Regions from separate parts of the Mus musculus genome. Here regions 1, 2, 3, 4 and 5 are each linked to region 6. The links are chromatin contacts, called in public HiChIP or PLAC-seq and promoter capture Hi-C maps. All regions are on one chromosome and are shown on one strand. The core of a region is the stretch at or near the end of the contact, and the rest is flanking DNA. Distances in the headings are between cores, read along the strand shown. Region 1 holds the start of C730034F03Rik (a long non-coding RNA gene). Region 2 holds the start of Rabl2 (RAB, member RAS oncogene family-like 2). Region 3 holds the start of Sco2 (SCO2 cytochrome c oxidase assembly protein). Region 4 holds the start of C230037L18Rik (RIKEN cDNA C230037L18 gene). Region 5 holds the start of Shank3 (SH3 and multiple ankyrin repeat domains 3). Region 6 holds the start of Brd1 (bromodomain containing 1).

Region 1 (4,455 bases), core at 1,271-3,770, 700 kb before region 6:
CATTTGTTAAGGTGGGAAAAACTGCTTCCGAATGAGGCACATGCTTATGTTTAAATAAAACATTAAATTCTGGCCAGACATTGGTGGCTCATACCTCTTAACCATAGAACTCAGGAAATAGAGGCATCTCAGACCTCTGAGTTCAAGACCACCCTGACCACTCTGTACAATGACTTCCAGGATAGCCATGGCGACACAGAGAAACCCTGTCTCCAAAAACCAAAAACCGAACAAAAACCCCAAAACATTAAATTCTGGCTGAATGTTGGATACCCTGGGGTACAGAACAGTAACAGTTTTTCAAATTTGATATTCTTACTTTATGATTTTCAGTGCTGAGAGTTTGGCTTTAAATATGAAGTACAAAATAGCAGAAATATGTTTGGAGCCATTCATCGAGACCCTTGGAACTCTTTATGTCCACGAGGCAGATAAAGTTGCTCATGCTTTCCTTTGCTGTCTTCCCAGTCCATTCCTGGAGGAAGGATGGCCAAGAACCTGGCCAGAGACAGGAGACCTACGTCACCGGGTCACCAACTGTTTCAACAGTACACCACAGTCTCAAATACTAGCCAAGTTGGTGTGGCCACATGAAGTACGCATGCTGTGTGCTCAAAACCAAGGCTACAATTCAGTTATCTAGTGGTCAGAAACATCTTGAATTCCTTTGTCTTGATTTATTTTACATTAATTTCTGGTTATTATTTGTTCAGAAACCTTTACTGTCGCCAAATCTTTCACCAATCCCTACATTCAGCCAACCTCACGGGGTCATGCATGTCCCACAGGCTAAGAAGCTGACCTCTAGTAAGTCACAAAGGACAAGCTATGCCAACCCAGGCCTGACTTCCTGATAGGAGTAGTTATGTTAAAAAAAAAAAAAAAAGGCTGGAAAGATATGGTCTGGTCAGTCAGATAGCAGAATCAAGGCCACTTTCACCTAGAACCTCGGCCCAGAAAACAGAGCTTAGAACTCTTTCCCAGGCTCAAAAGCTAGCCAAAATAAAAAATAAAAACACCACCTAACATTTCCAGGCTGGTCCAGAGTTTTAACATTGCAACATAAAACAATGTTACCACCTACAAAGTTCATTCTCCACAAAGTTCACGGTCCAAAGTATTAAGGAAGTTAAAATACCCACCTGCACGTTTATCTGTCTGTGTCCTGACCCTGTACTCCTCTGCTTCTCCAGTGCTGGGATTAAAGGGGAGATAGCCTACATCTTTAAGCCAGCTCCCACAGCCTGGAGCAGGGGATGCCTCTCTCCAGCTCTCAGTGGGCCATGTAGGAAAACTGCTCATGGTTTTGACAATTCTAAAAAATTTTGTTTTGAAGTCAATTTTCTCTCTCTCTTTTTTTTTTAGGAGATCGGTCTGGAAACACCTCAGCTGTCTGCTTCACAGATTGCTCTTAAGGCTGCTCTCTGATTGGCTCCTCTGCTGCCACCCCATTAATTCTCTTACCACCTTTCTTCTCTCACTATGTAGCCTGGCTGGCCTGGAACCCAGTATATAGACTAGACTGTCCTCAGATTCACAGGTAATTAACCACCGATTTCAGTTTCCTGAATGCTTCCCCCGCGTTCTTATACACACACACACACACACACACACACACACACACCCCGCACCCGCACAATGAACTCTCTTCCCTTTTTTTTTTTTTAAGATTTATTTATTATATGTAAGTACACTGTAGCTGTCTTCAGACGCACCAGAAGAGGGCGTCAGATCTCATTACGGGTGGTTGTGAGCCATCATGTGGTTGCTGGGATTTGAACTCAGGACCTTCGGAAGAACAGTCAGTGCTCTTAACCACTGAGCCATCTCGCCAGCCCCCACTCCCTAGGCTTTCTAAAAAAGAATTATTTATTTTTTATGTGTATGAGTACACTGTGGCTATTTTCAGACACACCAGAAGAGGGCATCGGATCCCATTACATACAGACTGTTGTGAGCCACCACATGGTTGGCGGGAATTGAACTCAGGACCTCTGGAAGAGGGATCAGTGCTCTTAACCGCTTAGCCACCTCTTCAGCCCCATCCCTAGACTTTAAAGGAAAGTCTTTTCTTAACTCTAAGGTCTCATGTTCAATTCTCCCTCCCCTACACCGAAACTCGTAGCTTTGAGGCCCTTTCATTCTAATAAACCTCATCCTTCAGATGAATTATGGATTGTGTAAGCTTCCTTTCTAAGCTGACCATTAACGTCTCCCTCTTCCCGATATTTAACAGGAGAGAGACACACTCTCTCGAGAAAGAAAAATACTTTAAGTTATTGTGTTGGGTCACATTAATGGCGCTCATGCGGTCTATGCAGCGCTGGACACGCCGGACTGATTCTTATTACGCCTTCCAGCATCACATATACACCTGCTGCCTTGTGGAAAGGGGAATCGTTAGAACCTACGTTTTCATTCTTCCATTCACTTACCCCAACTGTCACCACAGGCTCGGCTAATCTACTCCCTAGTAGAGTGTCTCACACAGCAGCTGTTATAAAGGAGCCGCAAACTACCATCGTCCATTCATTGGCCAGAGCCTGGCTCGTAAGCTTTGCGGAGCTACTGTCCAACCGCCCACGGCGCTCGGGATTGGCCTACGTCACTTCCTTGGTTCCGGACACAGTCCACGCAGTAACTTGTTTTTGCAGAGACTGATAGGCGGATCGGGCGTGGCCCGAGCGCGCCCCACTCAGGGAAAGCTGCCGTCCCTCTTTGCCTTTGAGCGCCGCAGCCCTGAGAATCGCATCTGGCTTGGAAACGGTCCCAGGACTGGAGCCACCAAGAAAGCCGAAGGCAGTCGCGAAGAGCCGAGGACGCCCAGAGACTCTGCGGCTTCCGGGAAGCGGAACCGAGCCTACCCGGAAGGAGCCAACCTCACCTGAGGCTCGCTGAGCACCGGCAGGCGTTAAACCTAACGGAGCCCACGTCATGGCGGCAGACGGGACAGGGGTAGTCGGAGGAGGGGCTGTCGGCGGCGGCCTGCCCAAGGACGGTTTGCAGGATGCTAAGTGCCCAGAGCCAATCCCCAATCGGCGGCGCGCTTCCTCGCTGTCCCGTGACGCGCAGCGCCGAGCCTATCAGTGGTGCCGGGAGTACCTGGGCGGGGCCTGGCGCCGAGCGCGGCCGGAGGAGCTGAGCGTTTGTCCCGTGAGGTCAGGGGTCAGCCCTGGGGACCCTGGGGACACTCCCAGTTCGGTCGCCGTCAGTGCTACGCGGGGGGGTGGGGGGTGGGGGCAGGTCTGCAGCCTGCTGTGCTGGGGGGCGGGGTCCCCCTTCGGGACTTGGGAGGTCCTCTCGGGAAGGGTGTCTAGAGTGGGTCCCACCAATCGGGGGGACGACCCTTGCTGAGCCTGACCTGTGTGGATCTGCAGCGGAGGCCTCAGCAACCTGCTCTTCCGATGCTCACTACCGAACCACGTACCCAGTGTGGGCGGGGAGCCCCGGGAGGTGCTGCTACGACTCTACGGGGCCATCCTGCAGGTGAGGGAAAAGAAGGATCGTAACTTGGGAGTTCGGACATCTGGAGCAAGTGGTGCAGAAAGTGGTGTCTTATTTGTGTAGCTGAATATGCTGAAGCTCAAGAATTCTCAGTCAGTAAGAGCAGAAGTCCAAGCTATTGTAGATGAAGCCGATTTGGGCCAGTACCCACGTACCTCTGGCTTTTTCTGACATGAGCCCCTTTGCCATACATCTTTTATCAGGGTGTAGACTCCTTGGTATTAGAAAGCGTGATGTTCGCCATTCTCGCAGAGCGGTCTCTAGGGCCCCAGCTTTACGGAGTGTTTCCAGAGGGCCGCTTGGAACAGTACCTCCCAGTAAGAGCCCAGTTTTTGTTGTTTTTACCCCAAGTCTTTACCCTTCCCAAAGTCTGCCTTCACATCCCAGGTAGGGAAATTTCCCTAAGACCTTGATCTCCTCCCATCCCGTATCCCTTCCCCCTCCCGCCCCAGCCCCCTCACCACCCTGATAGGTTACTGGGTACAGAGCCGGCCGTTGAAAACTCAAGAGCTCCGGGACCCAGTGTTGTCGGGAGCCATTGCAACGAGGATGGCCCGTTTCCATGGTATGGAGATGCCCTTCACTAAGGAGCCCCGATGGTTGTTTGGGACCATGGAGCGGTGAGTCCAGTTTGGGATCCGTGCATCTAAAACTGAACCTCTAGTTGAGTGGATAGATACCCCAGTATCATGGACTCTGTTTCCCAGCCAAAGCCCAGTGACAGGACAATTTGGCCTGAAGAGTCGATAGAAGGGGGTGGGGAGAGATAGACAGAATGTTTCCCGTTTGGGCGGCTTCCAGGTACCTGAAGCAGATCCAGGACTTGCCTTCCACCAGCCTTCCCCAGATGAACCTGGTAGAGATGTACAGCCTCAAGGACGAGATGAACAGCCTCAGGTGAAGGCGGATGACATAGTGGGCGGGTGGGTGGCACTGGCATTTATCAGTGTC
Region 2 (4,474 bases), core at 1,652-4,151, 860 kb before region 6:
AACAAAAGACAGAATGCAGGACAACAGCCAGGTAATTCAAAGTGGGCTTGAGGTCATAGAACCAACACACAAGGCCTGTATCAATGGTATCAATCCATCAGCTTGAAGGACCACATTGCAAGTCCCTTCCCTCTCTGTAGTGGGTTTGGTCTAATGCTGCTTGTATTATGTAATTTGGGTCACCAAAATTGCAGGAGAATCCACATGCAAGACAGTGAGGGACCCTGTCCCCAGGAGGGCAGACAGGGGTGGGACTTTTAGGATTCCTGGGCAAGGGACAGAGGAGGGAGGGAGGGATCTGCCTTGACTGGAGAAGGAGAGGAGAGACAGCACCTGAGAGATGTGAGACAGAAAGCATAGCTGCCATATAGGAGGAGCTGGGGGAACGCAGCCCAAGAGGGCTGCACGTCTGGGTCTGGGGCAGCCAAATGGAATATAGGTTTGAGTAAGAAATAACTCAGGAATATCCAAGGGAAGTGGATTAGCCACCTGGAGGTTAGGAAGTGGCCCAGCAATTGAGCCATTTTAGGCATCAAAGTATAAAGGCTGTGTGTGTGTGTGTGTGTGCGCGTGTGCGCGTGTGTGTGTGTGTGTGTGTGTGTGTGTGTAGCCACTGGGTGGCTGGGTGCTTCTTCTGACTCATTTGAAACTAGTCTCCCTCTTTCTCTCAAGCCGTTTATCACGAAGGCTTTCTGGCCCAAGTGTCCATGTATGCTGTCTGCCCTGCCCTGCTGCATGTGATCCAGTCCTCCAACCTTCTCCAGGACTTGACAGCAATCTTACAACCCTATCAGTTACTCTAGGAGGACTCAGTCGCAGTGGGTCTTAGGGAATACATAGCATAAGGGCTACTCACAAACCTCTGCCAGGTAAACTCATAACTGCACTGGGGGCAGGATGGGATTCCTCTCCTAGTTTCTGCTCAGATGAGGTCATCTAGGCCAAAGCTTCTTAAATTCTTTCTGCTCATGGCCCCTTTCACCCCGTAAATTTTAGGTAAACACAGATGTATAGGTATATAATATAGGTAAACAACTCAAACATTTACCCATGATAAACTATATGGAATTTTATTTTATTTTACAATAATTCATTGATATGCATATAATTTTACCATTTATTTAAGACAAAAGCAATATCTGGATTGCTTTATTTAATAAAATATTAAATCTTGGCTAAACATTTGATACTACATTTTTCATAGCTGATTTCTTTTTTTTAAGATTTATTTATTTATTTTATGTATATGAGTACACTGTCTTCAGACACACCAGAAGAGGGCATCAGATTCCATTACAGATGGTTGTGAGCCACTGTGTAGTTGCTGAGAATTGAAATCAGGACCTCTGGAAGAGTAGTCAGTGCTCTTAACCGCTGAGCCATCTCTTTAGCCCCTTTCATAGCTGATTTCATAGTTTAGATATTATTAGTGCTGAGAATGCTGCTACCGCACAAAGCAGCAGATGTGTGTTTGGAGTGATCTCAAAACTTGTTGGAAATTTTGTCCTCATCCCAAGCCAAAATTTATTTAGTCCTTTTTTTTTTTTAAGAAAAACAAAACTCAACAACTCAAAACACCAATTTCTAAAAACCAAGTATTTTAACATGATATAATCCAAAGATATACTAATTAGATAAATACTGTTTGAAATGCTGGTAGGAGAATATACAATAATAATAATAATAACAACAACAACATCCATGAAGCCTGAGGTGAGGAACTCCCACCTCCAACACACACACACACACACACACACACACACACACACACACAGTGTTGGAACTCATCCATCACTGAGCACAATAGCTTTGAACCTAGAATATTTCAGGCAGTGTTCTAGACTCTCTATGGCACTGCAGCAGGAGCATGTTGTAAAGCTGAGGTAAATCCCCAAGAGTCCATAAAGCGAAGGCTCCCAAGAGACACCACGGATACATTACAGTTTTTATTGTGAAATAATTTTTGATCTTTGCTATTAGGTCTCAAGCAATTGGCTAACTGAGGCGCCTATTTAACATATCAATGCAGACCTGGGTTCTCCCAGCATGCCCAGTCTCTACCTGTTAGAGGGTAGGGCTAGCATCCCCTGCCCCTACCCTAAACTACTCCAGCCCAAGGGCTGGGGGGAGGGGGGCTTTTCCCTAGTTGCCCCTCCATATATAGAGAGAGATTAAGAAAGTCAGAGCTCAGGGGCTCTTATGGAAGAGCTGGGGGAATGATTGAGGGCCCCCCCCCGGGGGGGGGGGGTATATGAACTCCACAGGAAGACTGACAGAGTCAAATAACCTGGACCCTTGAGGGTTCTCAGAAACTGAACCGCCAACCAAAGGGCATACACGGTTGGACACACAACACACACACACACACACACACACACACAGTAGGTGTGAAGCTCAGTCTTCATGTGGGTCCCCCAGCAACTGGAGTGGGGAGGGGGCTACCCCTAAAGCTGTTGCCCGTCTGTGGAATTCCTCTAGCTGGGTGGGCTGCCTTATCTGGCCTCAGTGGGAAAGGATGCACCTAGCCCTGCAGAGACTTAGTGTGCCAAGGTGAGAGAACACCCAAGGTCGGGGAAGGGGTGCAGGGGCTCTACTCTCTGAGAAAAGGAAGAGATGGGGGAAGGGACTGTGTGAGGGGGAGTCGGGTGGGAGAGGCAGCTACCGGTATGGAAAGTGAATAAATAAATTAAGGGGGGGTGTGTCGAGAAACAAGGCATCACATACTGCAGCAACCTGTTGCTGGCCATATGCCTCTCCAACCTGCGGTTCCCACTCCCACCGCAGACCAGTATGCCAGAGCATCCGCTCTGTCATCCCCGGGTCAGTAGAACAGATGCGCATCCTGGAAGGTGCCAGACAGACAGGCACTGCGCTAGCCAGCCCGCGCCTCGCTGAGGTCCTTCGGGCCATTGCCGGACAGCCCAGCTCGGGGTCCTGGTGCGGTCGCGTAGCAGCGGCAGAGACGCGGCCGAGCTGCTGCGGGACTGCAGTCATCTGTAAACGGGTAAGGCGGCTGGCTGCCTTGGCGGCCCAGGGGCTGTGGTGGGCGAGCGCATCTGCGGTGTTCCGGGTCCCTCTAAGCCTCCGCGAAGCCGAAAGTGCCTGGGGAACCCGCCCGAGAGGTGGGGCGGAGGGAAGGCGGAGACCCAGCCGAGAGCCGACCGCAGATCGCGGGTCCTTTATAAGGAGATGAGGGGTTAGGCCTGGTGGGCGCCTAAAAAACGTTTGTCCCACGAAAGAAAGCCCTCGTAAATCGCGAAGACACTGACAGTCACTGAGGGCTTCCATTGTGAGTCGATAGTCGGGGTTTGGCTTTCGAACGGACCACTCCCAGTCAGGCTGTAGTGTGAATGCCGTGCGTCCAGCTGGCGAAGAATCTGGATTATTGTACATTCGTACATTCGAAGCAGTGTTTGTCGAATCGGATTTGAATATGAAACGAGTGGACCGGGCTAGAGATGATGTTACGCACTGGTGTTGACACTGGATAGTAGTCACGTCTTATACTTGTGGAAATATGAGAAGTGTGCATAGAACTAGTTTACTGTTTATGTTTAACGTGTAACGTTCCTATATGCCCTAGTCTCCTGTTTACAAAACTGATGAGCAGTTAAATATCTGAGTTTAGGCAGTGCAGGACAAAGTCTTGACATGGTATTGTTTGTATCATCTACATTTAGGAATTGGGTAAAATTACAGAGCAGTAGTTCTCAACTTGTGTGACCCTTTTGGGAGTCTAATGATCCACTCTTTACAGGGCACACCTAAAACCATCAGAAAAATACAGATATTTTCATCACTACAGTTATGAAGTAGCAACTGGAATAATATTATGGTTGAGGGAGTCACCACCACATGAGCCACTAGTTGCAGCATTAGGAAGGCTGAAAGCCACTAGAGGTTTAAAAAGGACACCCGCAAAATAAAAATAAATAAATAAAAGTTTTGAGGAATTACCAAGGTGAAGGGACTGTGATGCTGATGGCAGCAATGGGACAGAGAAGGAAAGTGGTCATGAATGGGTCAGGCATCATAGATTGTACAGTTAATGTCTGCCTGTTTTTGCGAAATATCAGATTTCCATGTGACTTGGGCACTCTGTTGATGTTTGTTGCTTGTGTTTTTACAAGTAAAAATATGTATATAGAAAATGTATATATGCTGAACTTGTAAATCTAGTACAGAAGGTAGGGAGAGAGGTGTGACCCAGACACCTCTGCAATGAGAAATGTCAGGAGACTCCAGAGACAGAGATAGAGCTCCCAGGCTCAGCGCATGGTGGCCAAGTTGTCAGGATGTGGGTTCTCTCTCATCAGCTGCTCAGGAAGAAGAAGAAACTAGATTTAGTTGAGGGGAGTTCTCACCTCTTAACGGCGAACTCTTGTCGGCTTTCCCAGACGGTGACGAGACCCCGGGGCTGGCAGTCGTCTGCCAACAAGAGCCGATGGCAGGGGACAGAAACAGGCACTGTGAG
Region 3 (4,056 bases), core at 835-3,334, 640 kb before region 6:
AACTGCTCCCACCAAGTACAGTTTATCTTCCTTTCCACCAATTGGGCACCCTCATTAACTGTTTAAAAGACTCTAAAATAGCCGGGCGTGGTGGCGCACGCCTTTAATCCTAGCACTTGGGAGGCAGAGGCAGGCGGATTTCTGAGTTCTAGGCCAGCCTGGTCTACAAAGTGAGTTCCAGGACAGCCAGACCTACACAGAGAAACCCTGTCTCGAAAAACCAAAAAAAAAAAAAAAAAAAAAAAAAAAGACTCTAAAATATAACTGCTTTTTTAAAAGTAATTTCATATGAGGATAGGATAGGTTCTTAGTAGAGGATAGGTAAAATGAGGTTAAGGGCCTGCGTGGGGGCAGTCAGCATCCCTCTCCACCAGGTGCCAATGATCAGCGGCCGCAGTCTGGGACACACAGGGGGCACACTGGATAAGCTGGAATCGATTCCTGGGTTCGGTGTCACCCAGAGCCCAGAGCAGGTACAGGTGGGCCACTAACTGATCAATGATCTGGGTTGAGGGAGTCACTGGCCCGAATCACAGGATGATCAATGGACAGGTTATTTATCTGGGTCACTAATGAGAGAGAACATTGACTATTCAAAAGGTCATTGGTTGTAAATAGGCCTGGAGTCATCGAGAGAACTTTGATCGGGATCGTTACTTGGGAACAGGGAGAAGCCACTGATTAGCTGGTACGCATTAATGTGTCTGTCATAACTAATCGGGATCCTTGGTAGGTTAGCCATCAGAACCATACTGACTCTCGCTGGCCATGTTTTGAACTTCTGTTGGGTCAGTGGTCAGGGCCAGTGGGTGGGTCCGTCCCTAGAAGTTAATGAAGGTGTCTGAGCAGATGCTGCACATCCTTGAGGAAGTCGGCTGCTGCATTGTCGGCCAGAGTGCAAAGCTGGTTCCTGCTGATGGGATCCTGTATGCTGCACGAGATGTGACAGCCACTGTGGACAGTGTCCCACTCATTACAGGTGACCTGAAACGGGGTACCCTGACTGACAGACAGTCCGCTAGGCACTGCCGCTTTTCTCAGAGAGGCAACTCTTCCTGTGCCCAAGTATACCCTGGGATGATGTTTCTGGTCTTCGCAGCTTCAATCCTCAGTAAGAAGGCCGTGGAGGGACTGTCCACTCTGGTGGTAGATGTTAAGTTTGGGGGAGCTGCAGTCTTCCCAGACCAGGAGAAGGCCCGAGAACTGGCAAAGATGTTGGTGAGCCGTGCTAGGCCACAGTGCCCTTTCTATGAAGGGACATGAGCCTCACATTCCGTCCTATCCCTGCCTCTGCCCACTCAACAGTCCTGGAAGAATAAAACGGCAATTCCTCTTTCCAGCCCTCCTACCCTATCCAATCAAAGCTGTCCTGACTGCGGACCTGGGGAAATCCTCCACAGAACCCCCGCCACTTAGGGCAACCAACCAGAACACCCCCATCCCCTCTGAGGCCTGGCAGTGTTGGTTTCTGATCTCTAACCTAAGCCTTTACTGACACCTTAACCCAGGGACAGCAGGTATGGGATTTGATAATGCCGGATACTGAATAATGCCTCCCCAGGTTAGAGTGGGAGTGAGCCTGGGGCTGAAGGTCGCCGCAGCCCTGACCGCCATGGATAACCCTCTGGGCCGCAGCGTGGGCCATACCCTGGAGGTGGAAGAAGCGTTGCTTTGCCTGGATGGTGCGGGGCCGCCGGATCTGCGGGACCTGGTCATTAGGCTAGGTGAGAGGGCTGGAGTTAAGACCACCAGTTTGTATGCCAGGAGCTCTCAATCCCTGCAGCTTCTGAGCTCCACCCCGCCCGCCAGCAGGAGGCGCCATTCTTTGGATTAGCGGACAGGCGGAAACACAAGACCAAGGCGCCGCCCGAGTGGCCGCGGCGTTGGATGACGGCTCCGCGCGGCGCCGCTTCCAGCTGATGCTTTCGGCGCAGGGCGTGGACCCCGGCCTAGCTAAAGCATTGTGCTCCGGGAGCCCCACGCAACGCCGGCAGCTGCTGCCTCACGCCCGAGAGCAAGAGGAGCTGCTCGCACCGGCAGACGGTGAGACCGGATATCAACGGCACCAGATCCCACCCACTTCCTCTCCCGATCTTTCCTGGTCCTGGCACGTGCCTCCAGTAGGTTCTCAGTGTCCACCCTCTCCCTTAGGCATTGTTGAGTGCGTCCGAGCGCTGCCGCTGGCCCGTGTGCTGCACGACCTCGGAGCCGGACGCAGCCGAGCGGGGCAGCCGATCAGACCGGGAGTGGGTGCCGAGGTACTGGTCGACGTGGGCCAGTGTTTGTCCCGAGGTAAGCGCTGTCTGGAATCCATAAACAACCCTTCCGGTCGCCCGCTGTGACCTAGGTAACCGCCTCTGTCGCTCGCGCAGGGACACCCTGGCTCCGCGTGCACCTAGACGGCCCTGCGCTCAGCAGTCAGCAGCGACGCACTCTCCAGGGGGCGCTCGTGCTATCAGATCGAGCACCCTTCAAGGTCCCTTCACCCTTCGCTGAACTTGTCCTCCCACCGACCATCGCACAGCCCTAAGTCTCGAACCCAGCTCAGCCAGGTGAGTTCAGTTGGGCAAGTCCTCCCCCAAGGGGTGGGACTGGGTGAGGACGCTGTTAACATGTGGCCTCATACTCTGCTGCTACTGCTTCATCTAGCTTATCACATGAGCTAGAGACCTTCTGAGGCCCAGAAAATGGACATATTGGGAATATTTGCCAGTCCCATCTTCTCGGACTGGTCCTAGCTCAGGGCTGATGGTGCCCTGGACGTATCCTCCATCTCATAAGAGATCCAGGTTGTAGCCACACGGGGGCAACATACTGGGGGAGCCCAGTAGGCTGGATGCCAGTGGCTCTAAATGCTAGTTGTAACAACCTTCCCTGGGGAGAGGGGGGGGGGGGAGGATGAAGGGAGATGGCAGGGCTGAGGGACTGCAGAGGGGCAGGGTACGGCATCCAGTTAAGTGCAGAGGAGTCTGCCTGCCCAGGAAGGTGAAGGTCAGACAGTTCAAGGCACAGTGGGCTGAGCTGTGTTACATTACAGAAAACAAGCTGGAGGCACTTGTTTTCTGCTGAGCCCCAGATTACCCTGAAGTGACCCTAAAGCTAGAAAGGATCACCTCTTAAAGGTGGTCAGCCAGAGGATCAACAGCCTCCCTATAAAGAACAATTTATTGTAAATAGACACATGCATCCCAGTGCCCAGGCAAAGCATATTCGCGGTGCTTCCAAGAATCCACAGGGAGGCTTGGCAGTTGTGGCGTGGGTTCTCCAGAGGTTGGGGTCATGAGGCTGAGACTCCCTGGTTAAAGACGTAGGTTAGAGCAAACCAGCTATGGACTTTTGGTGTTGCCTGGACTGCATGCAGCTTACGGCAGAGCAGTTCTGAGTTGAGACGAGCCGGTGCAGGCAGCTAGATAACCTGCTTGAATGTGGGGCAGATGCTTGTCCAGCAGCGGAGGCCTAGACATCTTGTCCATTCTTTTCTGACTTTTGCCACCTTTGTTCTTTTCCAGGAGCTTCAGGTCCACGATGCTACTGGCTCTAGGGCCCAAAGCTTGGCCCAAGCTCTCTCAGTTCAAACCCCTCCTCAGGATCTCAGGAGGTGAAACTCTGCATAGAAATTCCCGACACTGGGCAGGGCAGGGCCAGCGCCAAGGCCCTGGGCTAAGAACTAGACTGCTGATCACAGCCCTGTTTGGGGCTGGGCTAGGCTGGGCCTGGCTGGCCGCGAGGGCTGAGAAGGAACAGTGGCGCCAACAGCAGCGTACAGAGGCCCTGCGCCAGGCTGCTGTGGGCCAGGGTGACTTCAGCCTACTAGACCACAAAGGCCAGCCTCGATGCAAAGCCGACTTCCGAGGCCAGTGGGTGCTGATGTACTTCGGTTTTACTCACTGCCCTGATATTTGCCCCGATGAGCTGGAAAAGCTAGTGCAGGTGGTGCGGAAGCTAGAGGCGGAGCCTGACCTGCCCCTGGTGCAGCCTGTCTTCATCACTGTGGACCCAGAACGAGATGACGTGGCAGCCATGGCCCGCTATGTGCAAGAATTCCACCCAAGACTG
Region 4 (4,292 bases), core at 1,792-4,291, 740 kb before region 6:
TCTCATTACGGGTGGTTTGTGAGCCACCATGTGGTTGCTGGGATTTGAACTCAGGACCTTCGGAAGAGTGCTCTTATCGGCTGAGCCACCTTGCCAGCCCTTTAGTTCTTTGAAAGCACTGGGAAAGAACTTTGTTGTAGAAGAACCAGCACTCCTAATAAAATGCTTACAATTATTTTCATTTTTCTTTTTTTAAAGACATTATTATTATTATTATTATTATTATTACTATTATAAGTAAGTACACTGTAACTGTCTTCAGACACATCAGAAAAGGGCATCAGATTTCATTATGGACAGTTGTGAGACACCACGTGGTTGCTGGGATTTGAACTCAGGACCTCTGGAAGAGCAGTCAGTGCTGTTAACCACTGAGCCATCTCTCTAGCCCTATTTTCATTTTCCTATAATGCTATAAACTACAATCATAGTAGGTCTTGCATGTGGAAACTCGTTATCTGCCCAGCAAGATGTCATTCACAGGTCAGCTGATGACCAGAGGTTATTGTTGTGTCATCTGACCGTAACTCTTCTTCCTCTGAGCATATGTGTGAAGGGGTGTCTCAGGGTTCCCCTTCCTTTAGAGATTATGACAAAGCCTGGCCCCTGATCATAACTCAACTGAAAACTTGCCTTCAGCAGACCCCCAAACCCCACATGGTCAACCAGGTAGGACTCCATCAGGTCTGTTTTTGCCTAAGATATTTGCTCTTCTGTTAGAACTACCCTGTTGGTCCTGATCAGCACTGTACATCTCAACGCCTATACATAACCATGATGAGAGGCAGTAGGGTAGGGAAGGTGGAGGCCTGATACGTCCTAGGTCCCCACATAAACTGATGCAAGAACAGCCACAGTACTCTACTCAGGCCACTGTTGCAACTCAATCACCCCATCTTACCCCCATGCAGAGGCCTCTCCTATCCCTTTGCAAGCAAGGTACAGAAATAAGAGACCTGCCTCCCAAGGCAAGGCTCCTTTCTCAACTGTGGGTGTTTGTCCAAAATTAGCAAGGCCCCAGGCATCATCTGAAGCCACTTCCTGAACCAACCCTAGCAGGCTACTTCCAATTGGGGCTCTGTGGGAAAAAAAAGGGGGGGTGGGGGTGGGAGAGAGTTCACATCTCTAAAGACAGGTTGGCCTTCAGTGCTCAGCTTTGAACAGAGCTGGCGGCAGGCAGATACCTCTTTCCAAGTTTTCCACAGCTCTAGGTCAGAGCTGAGCCCAAGCAACCTTCACGTGTACACACACCTGAGTCCCCCAAGAACCCAGGGGAAACGTACCTCGATTTGCATAACATCGCAACCCCACTCGGGCTCTCCAGAGAATAATGCGCAGGTCCTGGGGTAGTTCCCCAGCTAGCAACGGAAAGAAAGTGCTTCTGGTTGATTCCTTTCAAATTACAATTCACAGTGGCCACCAGCTGGGAGAGATCCAAATACAGTTTCAAAGATTTCTGGGCCACAGAAGAGCTTTCTGTCCTGACTCTAAATAGAAGGACTACCGGCAACCCCCACCCGTGCACAAGTCCAGAAACCGTGCTGGAATGTGACACTAAGAGAGCCACTAACTGAAGATTGCTCCCCCCCCCCCGCCCCCAGCCACCCCCCACTTCACATGAGGTGTGCAGTAGCCTCAGTCAGACCCAGCTCCTTCCTGTGCCATCTCTGGGGTCTCTGCAGTTTCGAACTTTCCTCCTGCAGTTTCTTGCAGATTTCATCGGGAGAATTCCAGATGCCCAGAGAGCCAGGCTTCAGTGAAAAAAAAAAAAATCAATAAATCAATGACCAGTTTACTCGTCATTCTGAACCACCCTCATTCTGCTTGCCAGAGGGCACCTTCAACTCAGTGTCACGTGTTGTCTGCTCCTGACCTGAGCCTGTGTTAGACCACTGGGTGATCCTGAGTCTGATCCGCTACTGTAGTCGGGAGGCCCTTCCAGAACCCTGTTTATCTCCCCCCTGGCTCCAGCGTCTTCCTTCCTGGGTGCGCAGGTCGTGACCATCTTGACGCCAGAGGTCTTAGAGTGCCACTCTGTCTTGGAGAGGAATCAAAGCCAAGAATCTGGACAAATGACTTCCCTAGGAACAGCCACCTGCAAGGAAATACCCTGGAAGAGACTTGCTCCGGAAAAGTGACTCAGGTCAGGGGCTTTTGGGGGCGGGGAGATCTGGGAAGTCCAGTTACCACAGGGACCTTTAGATGTTAAAGTACACTAAGAACCCACCCTTCCACCCTCTGAGGGATATATCTGTTAGTCTCCCTTAACAGTTAAAACTGATAAGAAAAAAAGGTTATATTCAATAATGTATAAATGAAGAGTTAGAAACAAGTCATGTTGTCTTCCCATTAGTTCAATACTAATGTGCCCTAAGCTATACCACACAGGAACCCAGCAACCCTTCTCAAACACCAGACTCACAGACACACATCCCAGCTCTAACACCACAGATACACACACACACACACACACACACACACACACACACACACTCAACCTTAAACACCAGTTACGCGTGTAGAAGGGAAAGGATTTTTTTAAATAATTTGATACATTGTGTTTCACAAAATTCACCAAAGGTGGTTGTGAGCAAAAAGCCAGCAGCCAATCAGATTTGTCTTCCTGGTTTGTTGCAGTCAGACTCCATGGTTTTTGCCTCTTTGCTCAGTCAGAAGGGGGATGCTGATGTTTTTTCAACAAGGATCCCTCAAGTATCTCATCAGAGGAAATGAGACAAACAGCCCACCATTCGCCAGAGGAACTCCAGACACGCATTTAAGAGCGACACAGCAGGAGAGCCAGATAGCTGTAGTGCTGCACTGCTAGGCAGTCCTGAGCCTAGCGCGCAGGAGCAAAGAACGTAAGGTTACCAAGCCCAGCACGGGACACCCCAACCGGCGCAGATAAGGATCGGGAGCACGCGAGCAATCTCCAGCCTCACCCTATCCCGCCCCGGTCCCAGGTCCGCAGCAGCCCCACCCGGAAGGTTCCCATAGGCACACAAACCCGCTTGGCTCGGCTCCCCAGCTCCGCCTCGCCCGGTCCCAGCTCCACCTAGCCCCGACTCTGTACCGCCCAGTCCCAGAGCCCGCCCCTTCTGGGTCAGCCAATTGTCACGTGACCGCGGGCGTATCCGAGACTGCCTGAGATCGACGCTGTCTACCACCAGTTCCTCCTCAATTTCGAACCGCCCTTGTCCCATGGCGCTGGAGCCTCCCGGGTCAATGTGAAGTGACTTCTGCTCCTGATCCCAAGCCTGTGCTGGCACCTCTGGGTGAACAGGGTCAGATCCCCGCTCGTGACGTTAATGAAGCCCTGGTCCTTTAGGGGCTCTGTGGAGTTACACCCCAGGCCACCCCCTTCCGAGTTCTGACAGATTCGCTGGAGCTTCAGAGAGTGGACCTACAGACAGAAGGATTATTTGGGTCTGGCGGCTCAGGGGAGGAGGAGGGCTCGGGACTGGGGCCTCAGGTAGGGGCTGGCCTGGGCGCTCAAGGAACGAGCCTGCTGGAATCGCTCTGCCTTCCCTACCAAGGGACTGAGGACACAGGCCCATCTGTATCTCTGTCATGGCCCTGGGGACCCTCTTTTTGGCATTGGCTGCAGGCCTGAGCACTGCCAGCCCACCTAACATCCTGCTGATCTTTGCGGATGACCTGGGCTATGGGGACCTCGGCTCCTATGGGCACCCCAGTTCTACCACCCCTAACCTGGATCAGTTGGCTGAAGGTGGACTACGGTTCACAGATTTCTATGTGCCTGTGTCTCTGTGCACGCCATCTCGGTGAGTGAGGGACCTTTGCCCCTCCCCTCTCCCCTGGCTCATCCCATTTCTGTCTCTCTGTGGGTATGTCCACCATTCTCCCTCTTCTCTCTGGGTTCATCTCTGTGGGACTCGCAGATAATGGATTCTGTGGTTTGTACTACAGGGCCGCCCTCCTGACTGGCCGGCTCCCAGTTCGATCAGGCATGTACCCTGGAGTTCTGGGGCCCAGTTCCCAAGGGGGCTTGCCCTTGGAGGAGGTGACTTTAGCCGAAGTCCTGGCTGCTCGAGGCTACCTTACAGGGATGGCTGGCAAGTGGCATCTTGGAGTGGGGCCAGAGGGGGCCTTCCTGCCCCCGCATCAGGGCTTCCACCGATTCCTGGGCATCCCATATTCCCATGACCAGGTACAAACCAGCCGGACCCTCTGCTGCCCCCCAACACACACCCAAGCCCGCATACCAACTGTACCCTAACCCGTAGCCAGTCCTCCCTCACACTAACCGCTCTCTGCTCTCCCCAGGGTCC
Region 5 (4,621 bases), core at 2,105-4,604, 770 kb before region 6:
GGTCTCATTCCAGCTTGGCTGGACCCGTGTACTTTCAAATCCCTTCCCTGCAGACCCTCAACAGTGTCATCCTGAGCCTGGTCACTCTCACATCCCAGCCTGGTCACCCCGGTCACGGGCCAACTGAGTCCCTTCCCTCAGCCTAAAAGAACACTGAGGCCATTCTGACAGGTGTCAAATCCTAACAACTCTGGTCTCATTCCTCCACCCCATCTTACTAGCTCCTCCTACATCCCATGGTACACCCCTGGCACACCTATGACATGACTTTGCCTTCCAGTCCTTCACCCGGCAAAGTTTCACTGACTGGCCTTGTCTGGTGGTACAGGTGCCAGCCACACAGGGCAAGGAGTCCCAGCCCAGGCATTCACAAGCAGCTTATACCACAGACAGAAAAGGGTGCCTCATGGACCAGCATCATGGGTCAGGGTGCTCAAACCCTACAAGAAGCTATGCAAATCCTCTAGGAAGACCTTAGCCAGCCCCAAGGTAACAGAGAGAGCTAGGGATAGCCGGACCCCAGGCAAGCCAGGGGACAGGGCTGCAGTCAGAAGTCCAGGTCCATCCTAAAACCAAATGACTTTCTGAAAGGCAAGTGGCTCTCATGTCTTACGGGCACCTGAGAAAAGAGCTGGAGAACCCAGGGTGCCAGGGTCACACAAGGGCTGGTGGAGGGAGAGACAAAGACCTCTCTGACATGGTCTCTACCCAGCATAGAGCCATGGCCATTGACTGTCACCTGTCCTGGGGCAGCAGGAAAGTCTTTCAAGTAAGCGTAAGGATCTAGGACCACAGATGGGGTCACAAAGACCTTTCCCTATACTCCAGAGCCCATCAAGAAAGTATCCCATGAACAAATTCCCATTGATCCACAGAACTGGGGGAGTTGGAAAGGGGCTGTGACACCCACCTTGCCCCCTGGACACCCAGGAGGGGTTTAGTACCCCCTCAAAAAGAAAGTGAATAGAGTCAGGCCCTATACTCTATATCTGGGAGTAGGTCCCAGATGCAAAGACACTATACAGGTTAAGTGTACCCAGGCCACAGGGCCTACCTAGTCAGACAGATCTGAGCCAGCTTCACCGGGCAGTCACAGCAGGTGACTCAAGCCCTCTGCCTCACCTGTAAAATGTGTAGCAAATCCCTCCTGGAAGAGAATTCATGAGCTACCTAATTTTGTGTTCCTTATATAGAGAACTTCTTGCCCTCTCAGAGCCAACACATTGGATGCTTATTGGCTTCCCTGCCCTGCCCCCCCCCCAGCCCCCAAGCTTCTAACAAGGCTCTCACCCCTACACCAGCCAATATCTGATTAAGCTGCAACCTATCACTGGACCAGCCATGGGCATGGAGCCTGTGCCCACCCAGCATGCCCAGCTCCAGCTCAGGCCCTGAAATCAACTTGGGGGGAAAAGCAGGCTGGGTCAAGCCAGCATGGGGACAGTCAGTGGCCATGGGGAGTCCCCTCCAGGGACTGCCTCCTTACCTTTGTGTGTAGCTTTGCAAACTGCTTGTCATCTATGAGGTTCTGGGCATAAACTCTCCGCTTGTATCGGAACTGCTCAGATAAAGAAAAGGTGGGGAGAAGACTACCACACAGGCCCATGTGAGCAAGAGGTGGCTACCACCTCGGGCTGCTTGCCTCCCTCCTGCCCACAGTGTCACTCCCGCACAGCCATGCAAGTCCCAGACACACACGTACAGAGTGGACAGAAATGAAGTGACAGCTACTGACCACCTACTACCCAGAAACGATGGGCAGTCCAGAGAAGTACTTGGCCAACTAATGGCCTGGTGGGCCCACAGCTCAAGTCAGCTTCATTTCCACCACTGGGACCTGGAAAACTCTACTGCTCTCCCAAGATCTGAAACTAAGCTTCTCCTAGACACTTCCACTCCAAGTAGAAATAACCCAATTCCTGGTGGAAATTCCATGAGGGTCAGACCAACTTTGACCTTGGTGTATACACACACACACACACACACACACACACAGGACGAGCCCTTCCTATTGAGACTAGGTCTCCGTCCCTATGGAATGGCACTCAAATCACCTTTATATGTCACAAATGGTGTTAATATTATTTTGGGCTAACCTCAGAAGACATGGGAGTGAGTGGCAAGAGGAGGCAAATGTGCACACAAGTGACACTGTTCGCACCACATGACCCCTAACGCACTCACTCTTAAACCGCTCGCACCACACACACGCCCCGAGTGCAGTGCATGTGTGGCATGCATGTGCTCATTGTGTGCTGTCCAGATTGCTCGCTGCAAGCGCTCTACACACGGCGCTCACACTGTTTCTCCATGCTTAAGCTGCAACACACCACTTACCACACAGGCAGCTTGCACTTCACCCTGCCCACTGCACTCGAGGTGTACCCACCTCGGTCTCTCAGCACACTGCTCAGGCTGCACACAGCCCCCCACCGCGCCTGTCGCCAACTCCTCCCGGCCTGCCCTTCTACTGCTCCAGCCACGGAGCTCAAAGATCACACCCTGAGCGCTCCATTCCACCCCCACCCCAGTCGGCCCAGCACCTCCAGATAGGGCAGGGGCGTGTCCAGGTTAGGCGGGTAGTCCTGTAAGAGCCGCTCTTCATCCAGGAACTTGCCGGCGCGACCCCGGGAGGGAGGCTGGAATAGCCCGTAGTTGAGCGCGTCTTGAAGGCTATGATTGAGGGCGCAGAGCACACGCTGCTTGGCGGCCCACACGGGCGCGGTTGGGTCCAGACGCAGGCACTTCTGCAGCGGAGCGAGTCGTGAGCCCGGACCTGCGGGCGCAGGGCCCCGCGCCCCGGGCCCCGCTTTGGAGGGCTAGTTGGGGAGCGAGAGCAGGGACCCCGCGCCACCGCGCAGAGGCCGAGGCCCCGCCCCGGGGCTGGGCTTCCAGGGCCCCGCCCCGGCGATGGGGAGGGTCCCGCGGAGGCGGCGGGGGAGGGGCGAGTGGCCACGGCCGGGGGTCCTGGCGCAGGGCGCGCCCGGCGGGGGTCACCGCTAGCGGGCCACACAGGGGTACGGCGAGATCGCAAAGGCTCACCGTTTGTTGCAGGTCCGGGATGCCGACGCGCACGACCACGGCGCTGGCCCCGGGGCCGTCCATCCCGGTGCTAGCGCCCGGGCCCGGACTGTTCCCGGCGGAGAGAGGAGCGCACGGGGACTCCGCGCGGCGCCCTGGCCCCCCCTGACCCCCCGCAAGAGCCCCGCCGACCGCGCTACGCGGGAGGGGGCCGGGGGGGGCCGGGGCCGGGGCCAGCGCGGGGGACAGCGGCTCCGGGGGCTCCGCAGGCGCAGCGGCGGCGGCGACGGCGGCACGGTTTAGCTGCATCGGCCCCGGCTTCGAGCGGCGCCTGCCTTCCCCGGGGGCGGGGGCGGCGGGGGGAGGGGGCCCGAGCCCGGAGCGGAGCGGAGGCGGGGAGGGGGCCGCGCCGGAGGCGGGGATGGGAAGCCCGGGGCCGGGAAACTGGGGTCCCCCGCGGGGTCGGGGCGGCGTGGGCGTGTGGTGCAGAGGGCGGGGGCCGGGGGCCCGCGCCGAAGAGGGGGGGGGTTGGCTGTCGAGGGGGAGTGGCTGACACAGCGGGGGGATGGCACGCCGCGCTTCCGCTGCAGGCGAGCGTCGCAGACCACCGTACTGGGGTGACGGAGGGTTCTAGAGCTGGGTGGGGAACGCGTCGGGGCAAGAGGACCCACAGGCCGACTGAGAGGGAGAGACAAGCAGGAAAATTGGTGACCCGGGGTGGAAATCTCCCCAGTCTGCCGACCCCACTCCAGACCCCAAGGAGGTGGTGGGGTCACCCGAGCACGGTGCTGGGTGGGAGTCGGAGGGCTGCAAACCCCAGGCGCGAGCAGGGCGGAGCTGCAGTCCACGGGAGCTCCCCCCAGACCAACCCTTCTAACCGCGCCCAGGGTGTTCCTCTCGGCCCCCACCACAACCGAGTTTGGGGAGTCTGTCCGGACTCTGCGGGCCTCCCGCACCTTGGGTAGCCCAACCTTGCAGCTGGTCGCCCCCTCCCCGTCACCTTAGCGACAGCAGGCTGGGGGCGCGACCTACGAGGAAAGGCTTAGGGGAGGGGGCGCCACTAGTCTCCACCTGCGGCGGGGAACTGAATTTTAGTTTCACACGTTGTCGTGGCAACGCGGGAGGGGGTGACGAGTGGGCGGGGAGGGGAGCGCTGCGAGTGAACCAACTCAGGCGCCGCCCGCGTGGCGTGCCAGCCTTAGCCCGGCGCTGCCTCGGAAGTGCCCAACGCACGGGGGCCTAGCTCCCAAGGCCCAGAAAGGTGTAGCCCCTGAATGGATGAATTGCCCTACTCGGTAGTGTCTACTGCCTTCCACTGCACTCTCCCGCATACCTAGACTTACACCTCACCCCCTAAAGGCCCCAGAGAGCCACTCATCGGTGGCGGCACAAACTGGACAGCTTTTGTGGAGCAGCCTGGCCGGGAACTCTGCCAGTGGCAGAAAGCATCCCCTTAGCCACAGCCTCTCCTACCTTCTCCGTGAGCAACCCTGGATCGCCCACAAAACTGGCTATTCCTGCGCATCCCAGGAATAACCCTGGACTACCCTGGTCCTATACACGATAGAGCCTCCCCAGATCCCACCCCCTGACCACCTGG
Region 6 (4,122 bases), core at 9-2,508:
AAGGACAAAGTAGACGGAACAAGCTGGAGAGTAAGACCAGTGTCCCTAAGCACCAACCCAAAGGGCCCTGATTTCAAAATCTTCAAGCCTTTTACAGCAGAGGTTCTCAGCCTGTGGGTCACAACCCTTTTGGTCCTGCATATCAGATATTTACATTCATAACAGTATTGAAAATTATAGTTATAAAGTAGAAGTGAAAGAATTTGATGGCTGGAGGCCATCACAGCATTGATCAGCAGCAATAGGACTGTTGAGAACCACTGCTGTAAGTGTTACCAGCTCCTTGGTAGGGATGTCAATGCTTAAATACTTCTATGAGTACAATGCTTATAAGAGGAAGGCCTAAGTCATGGGTGGTGGGCCATGCCTTTAGGGAGGCCGATCTCTGACTACATAGTGAGTTACAGTCAGAATTACATAGTGAGAGTCTGTCTCAAAACAACAAAACCAAAAATCAGGCAACCAAACAATCAAACCACCACCACCAAAGTAAGTAAGAAAGGTAGACAGACAGACAGAAAGAAAGAAAAGAAGAGGAAAGCCTGAGTTGGAGGCATGCCCCCAGACCTGGCTGCCCATAGTTTGAGATTGCTACTACTTGTCCCAGTCACTAGTCATCCTCAAGTCCTTTCCATACCCTCCTCTACCCAACCACTGACCTCGTGCCCTTGTTAATGCCTTTCTAGTGCCACCTTAGGGTTCCCCAGTCCTAGCCATTTATTCCTCAAATAAATCCACCCTTGTTTGGTGATCCCCTCCATCACGGCCCTCATTTCCATTCCCTCCTAACTCATCCTCCGTGAACCACGCTGGTCACCAGACACTATCAGAACCCCACTTCCCCCCCTTAGGATGCATCTCTTGATTCTCTCAAAATACCACTCCCTTGGAAAGCAAGCACTCTCAGGAAACTCCACCTGGCTCTCTAGGGTCAGCATTCTTGCTCTACTCAGTGCCATTGACCCCATAGTAAACACCATTCATCTGGTTACCCTTCTCTTACAGCAGCAGTCCTTCATCCTCAGGAACCCTAGCCTGTCTCCCCCAGAATTCTCCTCCTAGTCACCCCACTTTTGTAGCACTCCTCCCCCATCCGGATCCCCACCCTAACACCCTTCCTGGTCACCCCACTCTCTCCTTCGCGTCCCGCCCCGCCCCCTTATCCCGGCTTGGCGCGGCGCGCGTCGTGGCGGCGGCGGGCGGGGCGCGTCTCGCACGCAGCGCGCCGGGCGGAGCGCTCGCCGCATTGTTTGCTTCGCTGGGGAGCGAGCAGCGCCTCGGCAGGCGTCCGAGCAGCTCCGCGTCCGCGTCCTCCGCCCGGCCGGGCCCCGAGCCGGCCTCAGCCGGCCGTGCCGGCGCCGCCGACCCCGCCCGAGCCGCGGCGCCCTGCGGGCCCGGAGCCGCTGGCCGAGCGCGCCCCGGAGCCCGGCGGGGCACGGCTGCGCGGCCGTTGGCGGAGGAGCCGCGGCGCCATTAGCGCCGCCTCGGCCGCGCCGGCCTCCGCGCCCGCCCGCCCGCCGGGCTCCCGCGGCCGCGGCGCCCCCGAAGGTGAGTGTCTGACGGTCGCCGTTCGCCGCCCGCCTCGCCGGCCGGGGCGGAGGTGCAGGCGCCATGTTTGGAGGCGGCAGCGGCGGCTCCGCATTGTCCGCGGGCGGGGAGGCCGGAGAGTCGGGGCGGCGAGGCCCCGAGGCCGTGAGGCCTGGCGGGCGCGGGAGCCGGAGGGACCGAGAAGGCCGGGCGGACGTGCGCCGCCGTGAGCCGGCGCGGCCGGGGACGCCGGAGATCGGTGCCGGCGGCTCGCCCAAGAGGCCGGGTTCGGGAGGCGAGGCCGCGGCGAGATCGCGGAGGCGGAGGCCGCAGCCGGGTGGGGGCGGAGAGGGACACGGAGGCCGCGGCGGGGTCGGGGAGACAGAGGAGTAGAAGGAGGCCGCCGCGGCGCGGGAGGCGCGGCCAAGAGAATGGAGCGATCGGCAGGGCTCAGTAGGCGGGGAGGCCGCCGGGCCGGGCGGGCGGGCTCTGGGCAGCTCGGCTGTCTGGGCGGCTGGGGCGGCCGAGGGGCCGGGCGTCGGACAGCGGAGGAGGCGGAAGGCCTGGGGTCTCGTGGCGTCTGCCCACGTCCTCGCCCGTAGCCTTGGCGGTGCGGAGCGGGTCGCATTATGTAACAGATCGGTCCGATCTATTTTGCCAAGACAGGAAACTCCCTTGAAGAGGGACGGGCTCGGAAGATTTCCTAAGTGGAGCGGGGCCTGGTATCTCCGGAGCAAGCCCGCAGCTCCGCCACAACTCCGTGGATGAGTGCAGGAAACGCCGAGAAACGAGCGCGCGTGCGCGGCTTTCTTGGGCCTTTAGGAGAGAAGCAACTTTCCTGTGCGCTTAATTTGCAGAAAACGCAGCTCCTCATGGTGCCCTGCAGTTGTGACACACTTACACACACCTAGGAAACGGCCCCCCTTCATGGAGGACATTCACTTCACCCAGCTGCGACTGTTTTAGAGTATCTGTCATCTGGTAACAAGTAGTTACAGAATTTCCCTATTACTTAGTTACTGTTTTATCACTTGTTGGGTCGCGTGCACTGTCCTGAGTCTGTGTTTTTCTCTCCGGATGGTCACCTTAGAGTAAGGTGTGTCTCTTTCCTGTGTGCTTTTACGGTGAGGGGTGGAAGCTAGGAAGAGTTTAAATGGCTTGTCCGCAAACCGGGCCGGAAATGAACGGAGCTGATTTTGAGCATGGAGTCTTTCCCCTCGTTTTGCCGGCAAAGCTTTTTAGGATGCGTTTAGCCCAGTGATTTCTGGAGAAGCATGCTTGTTGCCTTTGCTGATTCCTCCGTGGAGAGATGCTTGTTCCTGCATAGAGCCAGAGGGGTAAAGTGCTGGGTATATGAAAATGAGGAAGTAGATGAGATTGTTGGTCACTGTGCCGGGCAGTACTGTTACATGTCCGCTTTCCCCTGGTCACAACTACCTTTTCAAATTACAGAGTAGCTGTGGCCATTAAGTATTAGGTTCAGTTCTTGTAGAAAAGTGGTTTAAAGACAGTCCTTCAGTGCTCACTAGAAGAATGTGGGATTTGACAGGCTGGCTACAGTACTTTACTGGAGAGGAGAAAATTACATGTTTGTCTTTAATCTGGGAGCTGTTGCTTCTGCCCGTGGTTCTTTTTGGGAAGGATATGGTGCTGACACCTGGATTTGCACCTATCTCGACTTAGGGATGCCACTAGAGGCCTAGGGCAGGCTAGGGTTGCTTTGACAGTTTCCTGAGAATCCAGTGTTGAGTAGGCACCTGGAAGTGCCTCAGAAGCAGGTGCATTGGGGTCTGGCTGACTACAGTGTCTTCATATTCTTCTTGTTCATAGAGAGATAGTATAGAATGTGGCTTTCTGCAGCTTGTAAAGTCTGTCTTTAAAAATGCATTGTAGAGATTTCCTTTTGGGACTTAAAACATGAAGTCTGCTCTTTGAGGGCTTTTCCCAAAGACTAGTAAGATAACTATGAGTTGTGAGTTCAGGCTCTGGTGCGCGCGTTCTCTCTCTCTCTCTCTCTCTCTCTCTCTCTCTCTCTCTCGCCCTTCCTCTGGACTATCCTGATATTTCAACTTGGTATATTTGGGAGTCAGTCTAACTCTACTTCTTGTCAGTAAAATAGGTTTGTTGAGCTGGAGGGGCGCGAGCGAGTGCTCCTGGCACTTGATGCTCCATGTGCTCATTCTGCTTGCCCAGTGGTTCTGAGTGGGCTTGTCTGCTCATAAGGTCCATAGATACCACGGCATGTCAGAGTCCACTACAAGGAATGCGAATATAGGCTCTTGGCGCCCTGGTTTTGTCCATCCTGGAAATGAGCAAATCTCTGCATTGAAGTTTTCAGGCGTGTGAGCCAGAGATAAAGGGTGGCGGGGAGGCCACTGCAGGCTGTGGTTTGAGGGAACCTGTCCTTTCTTGGGAGCAAGAACTGAGCATTTTCAGGTGTGTCAGGAAGAGAGCAGAGATGGCCCTTGATTATCTTGCCCACTGCTAGGTTTGCTTGAAGAGTATGTGGCTTAGCATACCCAGGTCCTGGCCTAATGAGAGGGAAAGGCTGGTGGTGCCCACGGCAGTTTCCAAGGTGGTCACTGCTGAGGTGTC

The links. Promoter capture Hi-C pulls out the DNA fragments that hold promoters and counts their contacts. HiChIP or PLAC-seq counts read pairs in DNA pulled down with a chosen protein or histone mark.
Region 1: a promoter capture Hi-C map of pre-B cells shows a contact between it and region 6. The contact joins the promoter of C730034F03Rik here to the promoter of Brd1 in region 6. A contact is called at or near these places in 10 of 39 promoter capture datasets (the 3T3-L1 cell line, the C10 cell line, the HPC-7 cell line and 5 more), 1 of 484 Hi-C or Micro-C datasets (B cells), 8 of 115 datasets of contacts at active chromatin or transcription factors (bone marrow-derived macrophages, double positive thymocytes, embryonic stem cells and 4 more) and 3 of 9 other capture datasets (adipose tissue, liver and macrophages).
Region 2: a contact with region 6 is called in an HNF4G HiChIP or PLAC-seq map of pancreatic cancer cells. The contact joins the promoter of Rabl2 here to the promoter of Brd1 in region 6. A contact is called at or near these places in 2 of 39 promoter capture datasets (the HPC-7 cell line and liver) and 1 of 115 datasets of contacts at active chromatin or transcription factors (pancreatic cancer cells).
Region 3: a contact with region 6 is called in a promoter capture Hi-C map of liver. The contact joins the promoter of Sco2 here to the promoter of Brd1 in region 6. A contact is called at or near these places in 13 of 39 promoter capture datasets (the 3T3-L1 cell line, the C10 cell line, the HPC-7 cell line and 7 more), 1 of 15 datasets of contacts at CTCF or cohesin (large pre-B cells), 3 of 484 Hi-C or Micro-C datasets (CD8 T cells, Sertoli cells and embryonic stem cells), 8 of 115 datasets of contacts at active chromatin or transcription factors (the SCID.adh cell line, bone marrow-derived macrophages, embryonic stem cells and 4 more) and 2 of 9 other capture datasets (adipose tissue and pancreatic islet).
Region 4: a contact with region 6 is called in an H3K27ac HiChIP or PLAC-seq map of microglia, with 6 times the contacts expected there. The contact joins the promoter of C230037L18Rik here to the promoter of Brd1 in region 6. A contact is called at or near these places in 4 of 39 promoter capture datasets (the C10 cell line, liver and pre-B cells), 1 of 484 Hi-C or Micro-C datasets (CD4 T cells), 4 of 115 datasets of contacts at active chromatin or transcription factors (bone marrow-derived macrophages, hepatocytes, microglia and 1 more) and 2 of 9 other capture datasets (adipose tissue and liver).
Region 5: a promoter capture Hi-C map of hematopoietic stem and progenitor cells shows a contact between it and region 6. The contact joins the promoter of Shank3 here to the promoter of Brd1 in region 6. A contact is called at or near these places in 2 of 39 promoter capture datasets (hematopoietic stem and progenitor cells and liver) and 2 of 115 datasets of contacts at active chromatin or transcription factors (bone marrow-derived macrophages and pancreatic cancer cells).

What each region holds. Positions count from the first base shown.
Region 1 is chr15:89,428,080-89,432,534 of GRCm38.p6, reverse strand. It overlaps C730034F03Rik (a long non-coding RNA gene), which reads right to left and starts at 2,520. Exons shown (of 4, transcript XR_875570.1): 1 at 2,436-2,520. Chkb (choline kinase beta) reads left to right here and starts at 2,608. Exons shown (of 11, transcript NM_007692.6): 1 at 2,608-3,158; 2 at 3,378-3,486; 3 at 3,708-3,821; 4 at 3,991-4,124; 5 at 4,306-4,401. The coding sequence starts at 2,935. Gm44502 (predicted readthrough transcript (NMD candidate), 44502) reads left to right here and starts at 2,608. Exons shown (of 27, transcript NR_004843.2): 1 at 2,608-3,158; 2 at 3,378-3,486; 3 at 3,708-4,124; 4 at 4,306-4,401.
Region 2 is chr15:89,590,350-89,594,823 of GRCm38.p6, reverse strand. It overlaps Rabl2 (RAB, member RAS oncogene family-like 2), which reads left to right and starts at 2,901. Exons shown (of 9, transcript NM_026817.3): 1 at 2,901-3,004; 2 at 4,398-4,474. The coding sequence starts at 4,445.
Region 3 is chr15:89,371,919-89,375,974 of GRCm38.p6, reverse strand. It overlaps Sco2 (SCO2 cytochrome c oxidase assembly protein), which reads left to right and starts at 2,084. Exons shown (of 3, transcript NM_001111288.2): 1 at 2,084-2,292; 2 at 2,373-2,552; 3 at 3,510-4,056. The coding sequence starts at 3,526. It overlaps Ncaph2 (non-SMC condensin II complex, subunit H2), which reads right to left. Exons shown (of 20, transcript NM_001115132.2): 20 at 3,125-4,056. It overlaps Tymp (thymidine phosphorylase), which reads left to right. Exons shown (of 11, transcript NM_138302.2): 4 at 375-473; 5 at 850-979; 6 at 1,100-1,218; 7 at 1,562-1,724; 8 at 1,813-2,043; 9 at 2,152-2,292; 10 at 2,373-2,552; 11 at 3,510-4,056. The coding sequence ends at 2,530.
Region 4 is chr15:89,475,001-89,479,292 of GRCm38.p6, reverse strand. C230037L18Rik (RIKEN cDNA C230037L18 gene) reads right to left here and starts at 3,041. Exons shown (of 5, transcript NR_077233.1): 1 at 3,008-3,041; 2 at 1,874-2,034; 3 at 1,646-1,751; 4 at 1,284-1,423. It overlaps Arsa (arylsulfatase A), which reads left to right and starts at 1,869. Exons shown (of 9, transcript NM_009713.4): 1 at 1,869-2,143; 2 at 2,638-3,785; 3 at 3,931-4,171; 4 at 4,288-4,292. The coding sequence starts at 3,571.
Region 5 is chr15:89,498,341-89,502,961 of GRCm38.p6, reverse strand. Shank3 (SH3 and multiple ankyrin repeat domains 3) reads right to left here and starts at 3,354. Exons shown (of 22, transcript NM_021423.4): 1 at 3,043-3,354; 2 at 2,544-2,747; 3 at 1,487-1,558. The coding sequence starts at 3,330.
Region 6 is chr15:88,731,355-88,735,476 of GRCm38.p6, reverse strand. Brd1 (bromodomain containing 1) reads left to right here and starts at 1,258. Exons shown (of 13, transcript NM_001033274.3): 1 at 1,258-1,548. It overlaps Gm41377 (a long non-coding RNA gene), which reads right to left and starts at 1,356. Exons shown (of 3, transcript XR_875560.2): 1 at 1-1,356.